2 separate regions of the Hordeum vulgare genome follow, and region 1 is linked to region 2. Evidence: chromatin contacts called from public Hi-C data. All regions are on one chromosome and are shown on one strand. The core of a region is the stretch at or near the end of the contact, and the rest is flanking DNA. Distances in the headings are between cores, read along the strand shown. Region 1 has its middle 18 kb from the start of LOC123430216. Region 2 has its middle 68 kb from the start of LOC123426560.

Region 1 (6,876 bases), core at 3,583-6,082, 170 kb after region 2:
ACGTTCTGGTGCCCTGCCGGAGGGGGGATTCAGATACGGAGGGCTTATTCATCAACACCATGACCTCTTCGACGATGCGTGAGTAGTTCACCACAGATCTACGGGTCCATAGCTAGTAGCTAGATGGCTTCTTCTCTCTCTTGGATCTTCAATACAAAGTTCTCCATGATCTTCATGGAGATCTATCCGATGTAATCTTCTTTTGCGGTGTGTTTGTCGAGATCTGATGAATTGTGGATTTATGATCAGATTATCTATAAATCTTATTTGAGTTTCTTCTGATATCTCTTATGCATGATTTCATATCCTTGTAATTCTCTTCGAGTTGTGGGTTTTGTTTGGCCAGCTTGATCTATGATTCTTGCAATGGGAGAAGTGCTTGATTTTGGGTTCATACCATGCGGTGACCTCACCCAGTGACAGAAGGGGTAGCGAGGCACGCATCATGTTGTTGCCATCAAGGGTAAAAAGATGGGGTTTTCATCATTGGTTTGAGTTTATCCCTCTACATCATGTCATCTTGCTTAAGGCGTTACTCTGTTCGTCATGAAATCAATACACTAGATGCATGCTGGATAGCGGTCGATGTGTGGAGTAATAGTAGTAGATGCAGAAAGTATCGGTCTACTTGTCTCGGACGTGATGCCTATATGTATGATCATTGCCTTAGATATCGTCATGACTTTGCGCGGTTCTATCAATTGCTCGACAGTAATTTGTTCACCCACCATGATATTTGCTATTTTGAGAGAAGCTTCTAGTGAACACTATGGCCCCCGGGGCTACTTCACATCATATTTTCAGCCTTACACTTTTACTTCGTTGCACTTTCCGCCTTCAGATCTCACTTTGCAATCAATCTTGAAGGGATTGACAACCCCTTTATAGCGTTGGGTGCAAGCTCTTTTGTGTTTGTGCAGGTACTCTGGACTTGACGAGATTCTCCTACTAGATTGATACCTTGGTTGTCAAACTGAGGGAAATACTTACTGCTCCTGTGTTGCATCGCCCTTTCCTCTTCAAGGGAAAAACCAATGCAAGCTCAAGAGACGACAGAAGATCTCTGTCGCCGTAGCAGCTGTCTATAAATCTTGACTTGTTGCAAATGGGTTTACACAAGTTCAAGGAGTTGACTATGATGACACTTCCTCACCCGTAGGGATGCTTAAGTCCGTCAGAATCATGTTAGCAATAACTGCATTTCTCGATTATGGAATCTCGCAGATGGATGTCAAAACAACGTTCCTTAATGGTTTCCTAAGGAAGAGTTGTATATGATGCGACCAGAAGGTTTTGACGATCTAGAGAATGCTGACAAAGTATGCAAGGTCGAGCCATCGATTCATGGACTGGTGCAAGCATCTCGGAGTTGGAATCTTTGCTTTGATGAGGTGATCAAAGTGTTTGGGTTTATACAAGTTTATGGAGAAGCTTGTATTTACAAGAAAGTGAGTGGGAGCTCTATAGTGTTTCTAATATTATATGTGGATGACATATTGTTGATTGGAAACAAAATAGAACTTTTGGAAAGCATAAAGATATATTTGAACAACAGTTTTTCAATGAAAGACCTCGAAAAAGTTTCTTACATATTAGGCATAAAGATCTATAGAGATAGATCGAGATGCTTAATTGAACTTTCACAAAGCACATACCTTGATAAGGTTTTGAAGAAGTTCAAAATGGATCCGTCCAAGAAGGGTTTTTTGCCTATCCTACAAGGTGTGAATTTGACTAAGACTCAATGCCCAGCATCTATAGAGGATAGAGAGAAGATGAGTGCCATTCCCTATGCTTCAGCCATAGGCTCTATTATGTATGCGATATTGCGCACAAGACCATATGTCAACCTTGCCATAAGTATGGCCGAAAGGTTTCAAAGGGATCCAAGAGTGGAACACTGGACAACGGTCATGATGACGGGAAAATGGCAAAGCGTGAGAACACGCGTCCACGTCATTGATACAAAGTGAACATATTTAAAACGCATAATATAAATGCATACAATAAAAAGAAGATCAAACATTGCAGGTTCTTTATTTCCACAACTCTTACATTTACATAAAAGATCTGTTAATTACATCTCCTTGGAGAAAACCCCTTATTAAGAATTCCAACATATATCTATTACATAGCATTACAACCTATGGGTACTACAAAATTTAGAAATAAAAGAAAACTAGAAAATGTAGAAACAAAATCCTCCTCGCTGTCATCGATGTTGGCGTACTCAGAAAGCCTTGAAGTTCGTCCATGCTAATATATGTGTTGCATAACATTTATAATTTGACAATGCTCGTTCATATAGCACGTGCATGCCTAGCTCTTTAACCATCGCATATTTTAATACAAAGATCTATTTAATGGTTAGCTAGCCTGGCTAATGGGCATATATGCAATATAGGGGATAACTCTTTTTACGAGTTAATTTTATCGTGCATTCGATTCCTGTATGAATGCGTGGAATTTAGGGAATATGTGTTCACTTTATGATAACAGATATATTTTGTGAAACCACATATGAGGAGGCTATATGGAAATTGATGATGCACTAAGTGATGTTTAGTGCAAGTAACATAGGCTATGATCCTAGTTATCATTTAATTTTATGGGCATATGCACCTATATGAGGGGAGTGCATGGTTTAATATTGATCTATATGAGGTTATCTTATAACATATAAGCTGGTTTTATACATGCATTTGTATATAGAGCTCATGATTTGATTTCAATTTATATGGGATTATCTTTTTGACATGAAAGTTGATTGCCTCCATGCACCTTAACCATACTAGTTCTTAACTATATCATATAGAACTAGTTAAATATTTATGTGATCTTAGATTTCAGATTTATGAGAATATTTTATAAAGTTTGGTTTCACTTGTATTAGTACTATCATCATGTATCAACATTGTGCCCATGTGTAGCCTCACCAAGAGGAGTTTAGTAATTTATTATTGCTTGTATTATCACCAGTAAAGTACTGAGTATATATTTGTGGTGTAACCAAACTCGAAGCATATGTCAATTTATAAGTGTGTCACATTTCCATTGCATATATGCATATGCACTTTAACGGTATAATATGATTCTAACACTTATGTTGGTACACTAGTTTTATATGAGGGACTAGTGACATGGGTATTTTGATTAAGTTTCACTTCACTCGTATTATTACTATCAGCGTGTAGTGATATGACCACGCGTAGCATAACCGAGTGAAGCACGATGATTTTCTTTATTTGTATTATTACTATCAAGGCATAGAATATATGCTCGTAGTGAAACCAAATTAGGAATATGTGCCAATTTATATTTGCATGAGCATGATGAAAATTATCAATTTTAGTTTAGTTATATGATACTAAACAATGCATGGAGTAATTATCATGTATGAGTATTTTGATTGTCATGTTTATTTTAATATTGACAACACTAGCAAAAGGGCCCGTGCGTTGCAGCGTAAGAAAAAAAAATACCACATGCTTGGCACACGGCTGGAGGCATGGGAAGGGGATCTCATCAGATGATGAGTTCCTGCCGGAGGAGGGGATACGATGAGGGGAGAAAGGGTTAGGCGCCTCTATCTGGCCATAAGGAGTCGCCGTTGCCGCGCCATAACCTCGGAGTTCCCCGTGTGAGCCATGAAGGCCCGCCTCCACCTGCAAGTACTTCGCTCCGCCATGCCTTATCCGCGCGCCACCGCCGTTCTGCATCGAGCAGACGCATCATCCCCAGTCACTGTAGTTGTCGCGTTGATTTGATCGGAAGTTGTGCTCGAGCGCCGAAACGGGGGCAGCAAGCGGGCAGAGGTACGGCCGGGGAGGCGGGTGGGTTGAGATCGACAGCAGTGGTGGTTGAGGTCGGCCGCGGCGACGATTGGTGTGGCAGCGGCCTGGGCACAGGCCAGGGTGGACCAGGGTCGACGTGATGCGCTCGAGCGCCGCAATGGGGGCAGTGAGCGGGGAGAGGTACGGCCGTGGAGGCGGGTGGGTTGAGATCGGCAGCGGTGGCGGTTGAGGTCGGCCGCGGCGGCGAGTGGTGTGGCGACGGGCACAGGCCAGGGTGCCCCAGGGTCGACGGGAGGAGGCGATGCGTACGGGTATAATTTTTGCAGCGAATCATTTTTTCCTTTTGCGTTGCAGATGAATGATGGAGCGCGGGTTGAATAACAAAAAATACAGGGGCTTTTTTATAAAAATGCCGCGGTGGGTTTTTCGACGGAAGCAATAGCCGCTTTATTATTAGGTATAGATCTATTTAGCTTTGCCTTCAATTAAATTTTATGAACTTTGATCGACTTTATAGAAAAAGTTATTAACATGGTACAATGTTAAATCAGTACCATTAGATTTGTTATTGTAAATGTTCATGTTGTTTCTATAAACTTGATCAAACTCTTGTGGAAAAACTAATATGTAAAGTAAATAAAGACGGTGGGGGTATGTTCTGCGGCTTCACATTCATAATCACGCTCCACCTTCTGACTGGAGCTGCATTGATCGGCCAAAAAGGTCAGGTCAAGAGAAAACTGGCTAGGTCTCAATGCAAAGGGATATGTTCTTCATGTAGCTTTACTCATGAGCTTAGAAACTTTAATTCTGAAGCTCACAACCTCGTCGCAAATCTCTCTCTCTTGGTATTGGCCGCCATGTCTGTTTAGGCCATACTTCTGATCCTACGTTAGTTCCTGTATAAACATCATGGCTGGATGGATAAAGCTTTGCGAGAATGACTAAGAAAAAGGGAGTTCAGGTTCAGGTTGTGTAGTTCAGATTCAGCATACCAGCACATTGAGCACACTCTGTTCCAGAAATTCAGGTTTAGACATTCACACTGTTTCAGGACGGATTCGGGGTGTAACAAAAAAATAGTAAAAATCAATTGCACATATTACATAAACCTCATTCAAGGGTCCAACCACAATTGATTACGTTTTCCTGTGCGTCCTAATATACAGCTCACGTGTTGTTATTATTATTCAGCTCCTTCCACTAATCACCACCTTCATCGTGCATTATTACTCGGTGACATAATTCCTTCAGCTGACAGAAACACCGGACCTACCACCATCTATAGTCGTGCCTTGACCTGACTTGCTGCCGGTGCACTCTGCACATGAAAAGCAACATTATACAAATGTATCACATTTCACTATATCAGAACAAGAATTAATTGGCGATCTAAAATTGGCTCTCATTCTGGCTGAAACAAATAGAAACTACGACACTTTAGTGGGGAAAATGGGCATTAAAGTTTTCAGCTGAAACGAAATGGCACTCGTGCTCACCAGAGGAATCCCTTTCGCCGCTCTTTCGGCGAGGTAGGAGCAAGGCTCGAAGAAGCTGTCGTACCGCTTCGCCCACAGCTGCAACTTTTCGTGGATGTATTTTGCACCGATGGAATCTCCCCACAACATGACCCCTCCCCTGCAATATTTTACACCACAGGCAAGTAAGTAGTTGCTAGTAAATCTCTACAATAGGACCTGTAGGGTTCATAGTGAGAGGCACCTGTAAGGTGGGAATCCCATGCCAAAGATTGAGGCGATGTCAAGATCCGACGCCTTTACTGCAATGCCCTCATCAAGGACACGACACGCTTCGTTTATGACCGGGAAGAACACCATCTCAACTATGTCCTTGTCACTTAGCTTCATCAACTGACATGTTTATGCAGGAAGTTTTAGCACTAGAGCAACTTGTTTATTTTGCAAGAAAATACAACAGATATTAGCCAAAAATCAAAAGATGAACCAAACCAAACCTCAGCGTCTGGAGTGACTCCTGCCATGCTCCTAGATTTCTGAATATACGTCATAATTTCAGGATCAGGAGTTGCCTTCCTCTTATCCTCGTACTTGTAAAATACCTTCCGACTGCCTTCGCCTACATGAATGGTTGGTCAATCATGGTAACACATTTCAGAAACCAGTACAATGTACAAACATTAACTGCAAAAGAACAAATATGCATGATATACTGGTGTTGTTTGATAAATTTTACCTGCTCTTTTGTCCTCCATCATAATAGGGATTAGCATGGACTTGTAGACTCTGTCCAGAAAATTTTCAAGGTACTGCATACCAGTAGCCACAGCAACACCAAAACCAACAAGATCAGCAAGCCTGCATATATATACATAAAATAGTTAGCAGCTAGACTGAGTCCATCTGGCATCACTCAGAAACTATCATACAAAATGTTAAGAATGTCGTAGGAGCGTATATATATTCAGGAAAACGATACAGAATTGTTTATCTGACCTGAATGGACCCATGGGCATTCCAAATTTGGTACATGCACGATCAATCTTGTAAACATTCATAACATAATCAACAAGCAGGAGTGCTGACTGGGTGTAAGGAAAGAACATCCTGTTGACTGCGAAACCAGTGCAATTCCCAACCACTATTGGTGTCTTCTTGATCCTCTTCCCGACATCCAGCAAGTCAACAACAACCTGTGCTGAAGTGTGCTGGGTACGAACTATTTCCAGGAGTGGCATCACATGCGCAGGACTGCATACGTAGTGCAATCAATTAATGGATGTACATCCAGAATTACTGTACATCAATCAATATACGCTGCATTACCAAAAGAAGTGTGCACCAACAATACGGTCTTGGGACTTTGTTTTCTCTCCAATTAGATTAAGATCAATTGTAGATGTGTTGGTAGCAAGGATGCAATGGGAAGGGCAGTACTTCTCCAAGTCCGCAAATGTTTGCTGCTTCAACTTCACATTCTCAATAACCGCCTGCAATTGTGAGAAATAACAGAGTTAAGCATAAATAGCTAACTATAATTAATTCCAGGTCATTAATAAGGTTTAATACTTGCCTCGATAACTAAGTCCACTTCTTTGAACTTT
Region 2 (7,139 bases), core at 4,288-6,787:
ACAAAACCATTGGGAAAGAATACCCCCGTTTATAGGCCTCCCCAAATCGAACCATTATGGACTCAGTCAGTGCACAAGCGGTAGTACCGCTCATGCGAGCGGTAATTCCGCTGGAATAGAAGTTTCAAGTAAAAAAACATGCAAACAACAAAGATCTCGGGGCGGTAGTGCTGCCAGAGCGGTACTACCGCGCGCCCCAGTGGTACTACCGCTCCCCCAAGCGGTGGTACCGCTCAAAATGTAAAAAGACCCTGAAGAAGCCAGAGAAAATATTTAAGCAAAAGTAGCAGCGGTAGTACACACCGGAAGTACCGCCCAAGCGGTACTACCATGGTACCAAGCGCTACTACCTCCTGTTTAGAGAAAAGTAGCTCTCGTACTCAAGCTGCTATGACTTTCGCATACGAGCTCCGAATTTAGCAATATCAAGCTTGTTGGATTTAAGACGACAAGGGCTATCCAACATTGACTCGAAATCTTAAGAACATGTAGTTATGAAAATGCCAATGATATAGAGATGTGAGACCTCTATGAATGAAGAACCGACAAAAACTTCCAACATCAAAAACATCATAGAAGATGCATATGGACCCCGTTTTTGATGAACTCGAGCTCATCATGAAGATGACCATAAGCTCTAATACTCACAAAGAGAAACACCAAACAAGAACCAAGAAATATGATGCAAGGATGCAAATGGTTTGAGCCCTAAACGAATGGTACAATCAAGCTACTCACTTGAGCGCCCCCTTGGCAGTACGACAATCTATCCTAAAATAGAAAAACCTATCAAGGGCAAACCTATACCTTGCACCTAGTCCTCTTGAGCTAGATGATGATGATCTTGGCTTCCTCAAGATGGACCAGCTTTCTTGATTGTGTTTGTTTGATGAAGACTAGCTGATTGCTCCCCCATATTCACTATGGGTGAGCCACTCTTCAGCACATCTTCACAAGTCCATTGCCACCACAATGGACAAAAATCTTCAAGCATGATATCTTCGTGATGCTCTAGTTGAACTTTCACACCGCAATCTTGATGACGATCACCACTTGATGTCATCCTTCATGGGTTGAATGAGATCTTCCTCTAGACGCAGACCCATGGAAACAAACATAAATCCGCATAAAACTCTCACGAAGGCCATGGGGTAGTACACAAAAGCATTATGGACAATGCTTACCATACCATGGGATCACTTGATACCTCTCGGTACATCTTGTACGCTTTGTGTGTTGATCATCTTGATTTACTCTTTGTTTTAGTCTTGATCAACCTTGTGTACTTATGACCATTCTTTGGATAATACCTTGAATACCACCATGGTCATCATATAATCTCCTTGAAACCAACAGATAGACTTCAAGAAGTGCCAATGGAAAAATCCTTCGAATATAAATCAATGCAACCGTTAGTCCATAGGGATTGTCTTCAATTACCAAAACCATATATGGAGAAATATTCTCTAACAAGGTGTGTCTAGCAAACAATATTAGACACTTGAGTCTTCATAGAATATCACCTTGGTGTGCATTGGTCATCCCGAAGCTTAGGCTCTTTCCACTTCTCATTCCTTTGTCCATCGAGATAATACCCAAAACTTGAAAACTTTAATCACACAAAACATACCAAAACTTCGTGAGATCCCTTAATATAGGAAACATAATAAACACTTTTAGGAGCTTCTACAAATTGATTTTTATTTTTATTTACTAGTTACTATATTCTTACTCCTCCATGGCTTATACCCCTCGATATAATCTATAGCATAATCAAAACAAGCAAACTATGCATGCAAAAATAGAATCTGTTTAAAACAGAATATTGTGTAGTAATATATTTAATTTCCATACTTCTGTAACTCCAAAAAATCTGAAAATTTAGGACAACCTCGGGAATTTGTATATCAGTACTGTGTAAAATATTCAGCTTAAAAAGATGCTACAATAACATCAGAGAAGTTGTGTAGTGGTCGTCAAAATTTCTGTTTTTGCACCGTATCAATTCTACTCATCATGCAAATCATCCCAAAGGCTTTACTTGGAACAAACACAAATTAAACATAAAAACACAAATTATTAAAAGTAAATAATCATGTTATCACACACTAATAGGAATGAATTATAACTATTGGGTTTTCTCCCAACAAGCTCTTTCTTTATAGCCATTAAGATAGGCTTAAAATTTCAATGATGCTCACATAAAAGAAAAGAACTGAATCACAAAGAGAGCATCATAAAACATGTGACAATAGCATTTAAGTCTAACATACTTCCTATGCATAGGCATTTTATAAGCAAACAATTTATCAAGACAAGAAGTGTCTAGCATAAGCTAGTAGGAAGAATGAAGCATTAACAATTTGAATATCAAGAGAGGTAAGTGAGTAACATGAAAATTTCTATAACCATATTTTCCTCTCTCATAATGATTACATGTAGGATCATATTAAAATTCAACATATAGAAGTCATGCTTTTCAGTCAAGGAACTATCATGAATCACTTTGTAAATTTCACAATTTTTAGATTCATGATTTTCAAGCAAGACCTCATAAAGATAATCTAATGCACTCTCATTAGCAATTGTTTCAACATAAGAGGGTCTTCTCAAAAGATTAGCTAGGGATGAGGATCCATTTATCTTTATTTTTGCTTTTCATTTTCTGTTAGTGTGTGACAAAGATGAAGATAGCATAACTAGGCAAGTAAAGTAGAGAGCAAAGACGCAAACTAGTGACAAGCTAAACAAGCAAAGATATTATTTTTTGTATTTTTCATTTTTTAATGCAACAAACTAAATATACCAGCAAATAAAAAGAGGAACAATTGAATGAAATTTTGTGTGGAGTTACTTGATAGTTGGTGAATATATTCCCCGGCAGAGGCGCTAGAAATCCTTCGTGATACTCATGATCTGCGTTGGGTTTTCCGTGAAGAGGAACAGGTTATCGCATTAAAAAATGGGTAAATATTTCCCTCGGTCATGAAACCAAGGTTATCGAACCAATAGGAATATCAACCACAACCGTCTTCAGCGGCTGCACACAAAAGAACAAACAACTTGCAGCCAACACGGGCAAGAGGGTTGTCAATCCCCTTGGTCTCGTTATTTGCAAGCGAATGAGGTGTGTAGATAACTGTAGATAATTGTAAAATGAAAAATAAAATAAATGAAAATAAATGGCAGCAAGGTGTTGAAGGTTGTAGCAATATGTTGTGAATAGACCCGGGGCCATAGCTTTCCCTAATGGCATCTCTCATGAAAATAGCACACGGTGGGTAAAAAAGTTACTGTTGGGCAATTGACATGAGAGCAAATAGTTATGCGATTTTCACGGTAATGATCATGGAAATATAGGCATCATGTCCATAAATAAATAGGCCGACTCCTCACTACACCTATCACTATTACTTCACTTCAAGAGCAATTCTATGCTTGCCTCTCTACATATTAAGTTCATGACAAAGGAAGTAATGCTTGGAGTAAGATGACATAATGTAGACAAAGTAAACTCAACCAAAATGAATAAACCCCATCGTTTTACCCTTAGTAGCAGCAACACAAAGACGCAACTTGTCCCCTTCCGTCATTGGGATATAGAAACTCGCTAGGTTTAACCTACTACAACGCACCTCTCTCATCGAAGAAATATCAATCTAGTTGGCCAAACTATTTCAGTAGATCAGAGAGAATTATGAAGCTATCATAATAATGCACATAAGAATCATATTATATATCAGAGGAGACTCAAATATTTATCATGAATAATCTGAACATAAACCCACAATTCATCAGACCCCAACAAACGCATCGTATAAAAGAGTTACATCATATGAATCAAAGCGAAGATGTGATGATCATTGTATTGAAGATCAAAGGGAGAGACGACCATCTAGGTACTGCTATGGACCCATAGGTATGTGGTGAACTACTCACACATCATTATGAGGGCAGCAAAGTTGATGAAGAAGCCCTCTATGATCGACCCCCAACCCTCCACGGAGTGCCGAAATGGAGCTCTGGATGGCCTTCTGTCAGAACCTAGCTTGCAATGGCGTAAAAACTGTTTCGGGACCTCCGCCGAAGGTTTTAGGGTAAATAAGAATTTATAGACCAAAGAACGGGGTCGGGAGATCCACGAGATGGCCACAAGCCATCCGGCCTCAACTTGATGGCTTGTGGGGGCCTCGTGTGCCCTCCGGCCTTCTTCCGATGCTCAACGGTCTTGTTTTGGTCCAGAAAAAAATCACAAAAAGTTTCAGGTCAATTGGATTTCATTTGGTATTGAAACCTGAAAAGTAGAAAAACATGCAGAAAACAGCAACTCACAGGTCAATAGGTTATTGCTCAAAAATAATATAATTTGGTAGATAATTTCCTAAAAAGTGTTCCAAAATGATAACGTAATAGCATGGAACAATTAAAAATTATAAATACGTTGGAGACGTATTAGTAACGAGAGAAGCCAATCGGTTCCAAGACGTCCTTCTTCACGATGAAGTAGACACATGGTACAAACAATCGAAGATAATCTTATGCATCCGGAAACACCGACGAAAATGATCAACAAATAGTCCATCGGGGGCAAAGTAGTCGGCCATGAGTGTCAAATGCACGTGCCTGTTGCGGTTGAGCACTCGATGACCCTTGATCGAACCCTTGAAATTGAGAACATCTCCTTCGCACGCTCCACGTCTTCAAGGACCCCTGGATCATCACCTCTCATCAAAGTACTCCTTGTCCGACGAGCCATCGGACGACTCGACATGCTGCTCGTATATGTATTCCAAATCAGAATCCATTGCGAAAATGAAGAACGGACAATTGTTTACTGTTTCAGCGATTCATCGAACAATTGCGAGAGCATGGTAACAATAGCAGTAGAGGATGGTACCTAGCGGGGCGGTGGGAGGACAAGGGTTGAACGGAGACGTAGAAGAAGTGGCGAGGAGCCCTGCTGGAGCGCCGAAGGTGACGAAGATGGGATGCGAGGGTGTGGCGTGGTGTCCGGGGTGATGGAGCGGTGGAGGCAATAGAAAAAAAGGAGAGAAAATGAAGAGGATGGAGTTGTGGGATCCGAAAAGGGTTTTCAATGACGACGGTTGTCGAATAGCGAGATTTTTCGTATCCGGACTTCTATAAATTTCCTTCACTTTTATCTTTGATTTACGATAAAAAAAATTACGGTGTGGAACATGACCGCGTTGTCCGGACAGACGGTCCGGACGGATGCACAGTTGCGGATCAAACGATTTGGTTTTTCTCCGCACCATGACCCTTGGTACTCGTGCTTATCATGCAAGAGCCGTCACTCTCAGGAATCTACGGACCCAAAACCTACTCGCAGGAACAAAAGATCACGAGATGCCATCATCGTCGTGGCTCAGCTCGTGGTACTACTATACCAGAATATAATTCCCGCTAGTGGTGGCGGATAACGAGAGCATGGCGCCAAGGCGGACACGTAGACCATACGTATGTACGTAGCTCGCGACGACGCATCGCCGGCGGCAGCAACAACGCGACGTGAGCTTTCTAACTAACAAGTAGCTCGGTGGATGCAGTAGGCCTATCCGGTCCAGGTCCAGGTCCAGCTGTAGGGCCGGCTACTGTACCGTTTCGTTAGCGCCATGAAAGACGCTCGTGGCGTATATGTGCTCAGCAACGTGGCATCGTCGTGTCCATTTCCGCGTCAACGGTAAAGCACCAGGCTGTGTAAAAGCTAGTCGATCCAGGGTATATCCGTTTCCTCCGAGGAACAGAAGAGGGAGCTTAGTGGCCGGCAAGCAGCGACTCCCCCGGCCTCCATGAGCTGCACAACTCTCCTCCAAGAACTCGCATGGTCGCATGGTGTGCACTTTTGGGCATACTATTTTGCTACCAAGCATCGATACGGTGATACAGGATACAACAATTTCTAAAAAACAATAATACGGCGATACGGTAAATATATAAAAATGATGATAAAATAACATGTAATAAAAGCCATCATAATTTAAAAAACTAACATAATAAAATATATGAGATGGAATCAAAATATCGTTCTATTGGTTGACTAATTGCTTACATACCTTTTGGTTTCTCATTTTAAAAGTTTCACTATCATCAAAGGAGTAACACAACCATAGACTGCTCTAATTCAATTTAGATTGTAATACCTATTAATATAACTACGTAACAATAAACTTTTTAAAGTTAAGAACTCGAGATTGTCAAATGACAGACATATATAAAAAGTAAACTTGGATTGTATGAGTGAGCCAAATAATGAAGGGGGTATTGCTCTTCTTTCAACGTTTTAAAAGTCTTTTTCTTGATAACGATATAAAAAGCATAATCCTCATTGAGATTCTTATTCTCATAACGATAAATATATAGAAACTTTCATCTATGAGCATGACGATAATTGAAATCAGCAAAAAATACACATATGCTCAAATGATGATGAAGAAAGCTAAAGGATACCATGTTTTATAGTTGTATCTTCTTCTCTAGCAATAAGAGGCAGCAACAACATCAGGAAGTAATTTTACGTCATAAAAATCAACAAGAAGCAAGCTAACAACATCAAGAAGTAATTTTATCCAACAAACAACATCATTAGCAAGCACTTTTATCCAACTACTACATCGATACAGTACACGTCCACTACCTAAATGAACAGATCAAAGATACATCAATGCATGAGCAATATTGGACGGCGATACTTCAAGGATACCCGTATCGCCATTATTTTATTTTATTTTAAAATTGAAAAAGGCGATACTTTGAGAGTATCTGTATTAAAGTCGTATCTGATGTATTGAATATCGACAAAGTACTGCATGGCGATACACATATTTTTAATAGTCGATGCTTCGTAGCTACTCCCTCCGTTCCTAAATATAAATTATTTTATAGATTTTTTAGGAAACTACATACGGAGAAAAATGAGTGAATATATATACATTCTAAAATACATCTATATACATCCGTATGTAGTTACTTAATTAAACCTTTAAAAAAACTTATATTTAAGAACGGAGGGAGTATTTTGCATGCCATTACATCCACTAGCTAGACTAGATAGCTAGGAGGAAACAAGAACACGTACACTCACTGAAGACCTACATCTATTGTACGGGTGTTCCAAATTG

Evidence for each region. A called contact is a pair of places that touch in the nucleus more often than the background predicts.
Region 1: a contact with region 2 is called in a Hi-C map of leaf, with 2.9 times the contacts expected there. The contact joins two enhancer-like sites. A contact is called at or near these places in 2 of 6 Hi-C or Micro-C datasets (leaf and seedling) and 1 of 1 datasets of contacts at active chromatin or transcription factors (embryo).

Annotation. Positions count from the first base shown.
Region 1 is chr2H:437,740,274-437,747,149 of MorexV3_pseudomolecules_assembly, forward strand. It overlaps the pseudogene LOC123426561. Among protein-coding and RNA genes, the nearest start is that of LOC123430216, 18 kb to the right of the region's middle. Within about 2 kb of position 4,833, at least 2 of the 3 cell types and tissues checked have open chromatin away from gene starts, as enhancers often do. A contact at or near this core is called in leaf, where this site is marked.
Region 2 is chr2H:437,572,269-437,579,407 of MorexV3_pseudomolecules_assembly, forward strand. No RefSeq gene overlaps it. Among protein-coding and RNA genes, the nearest start is that of LOC123426560, 68 kb to the right of the region's middle. Within about 2 kb of position 5,538, at least 3 of the 3 cell types and tissues checked have open chromatin away from gene starts, as enhancers often do. A contact at or near this core is called in leaf, where this site is marked.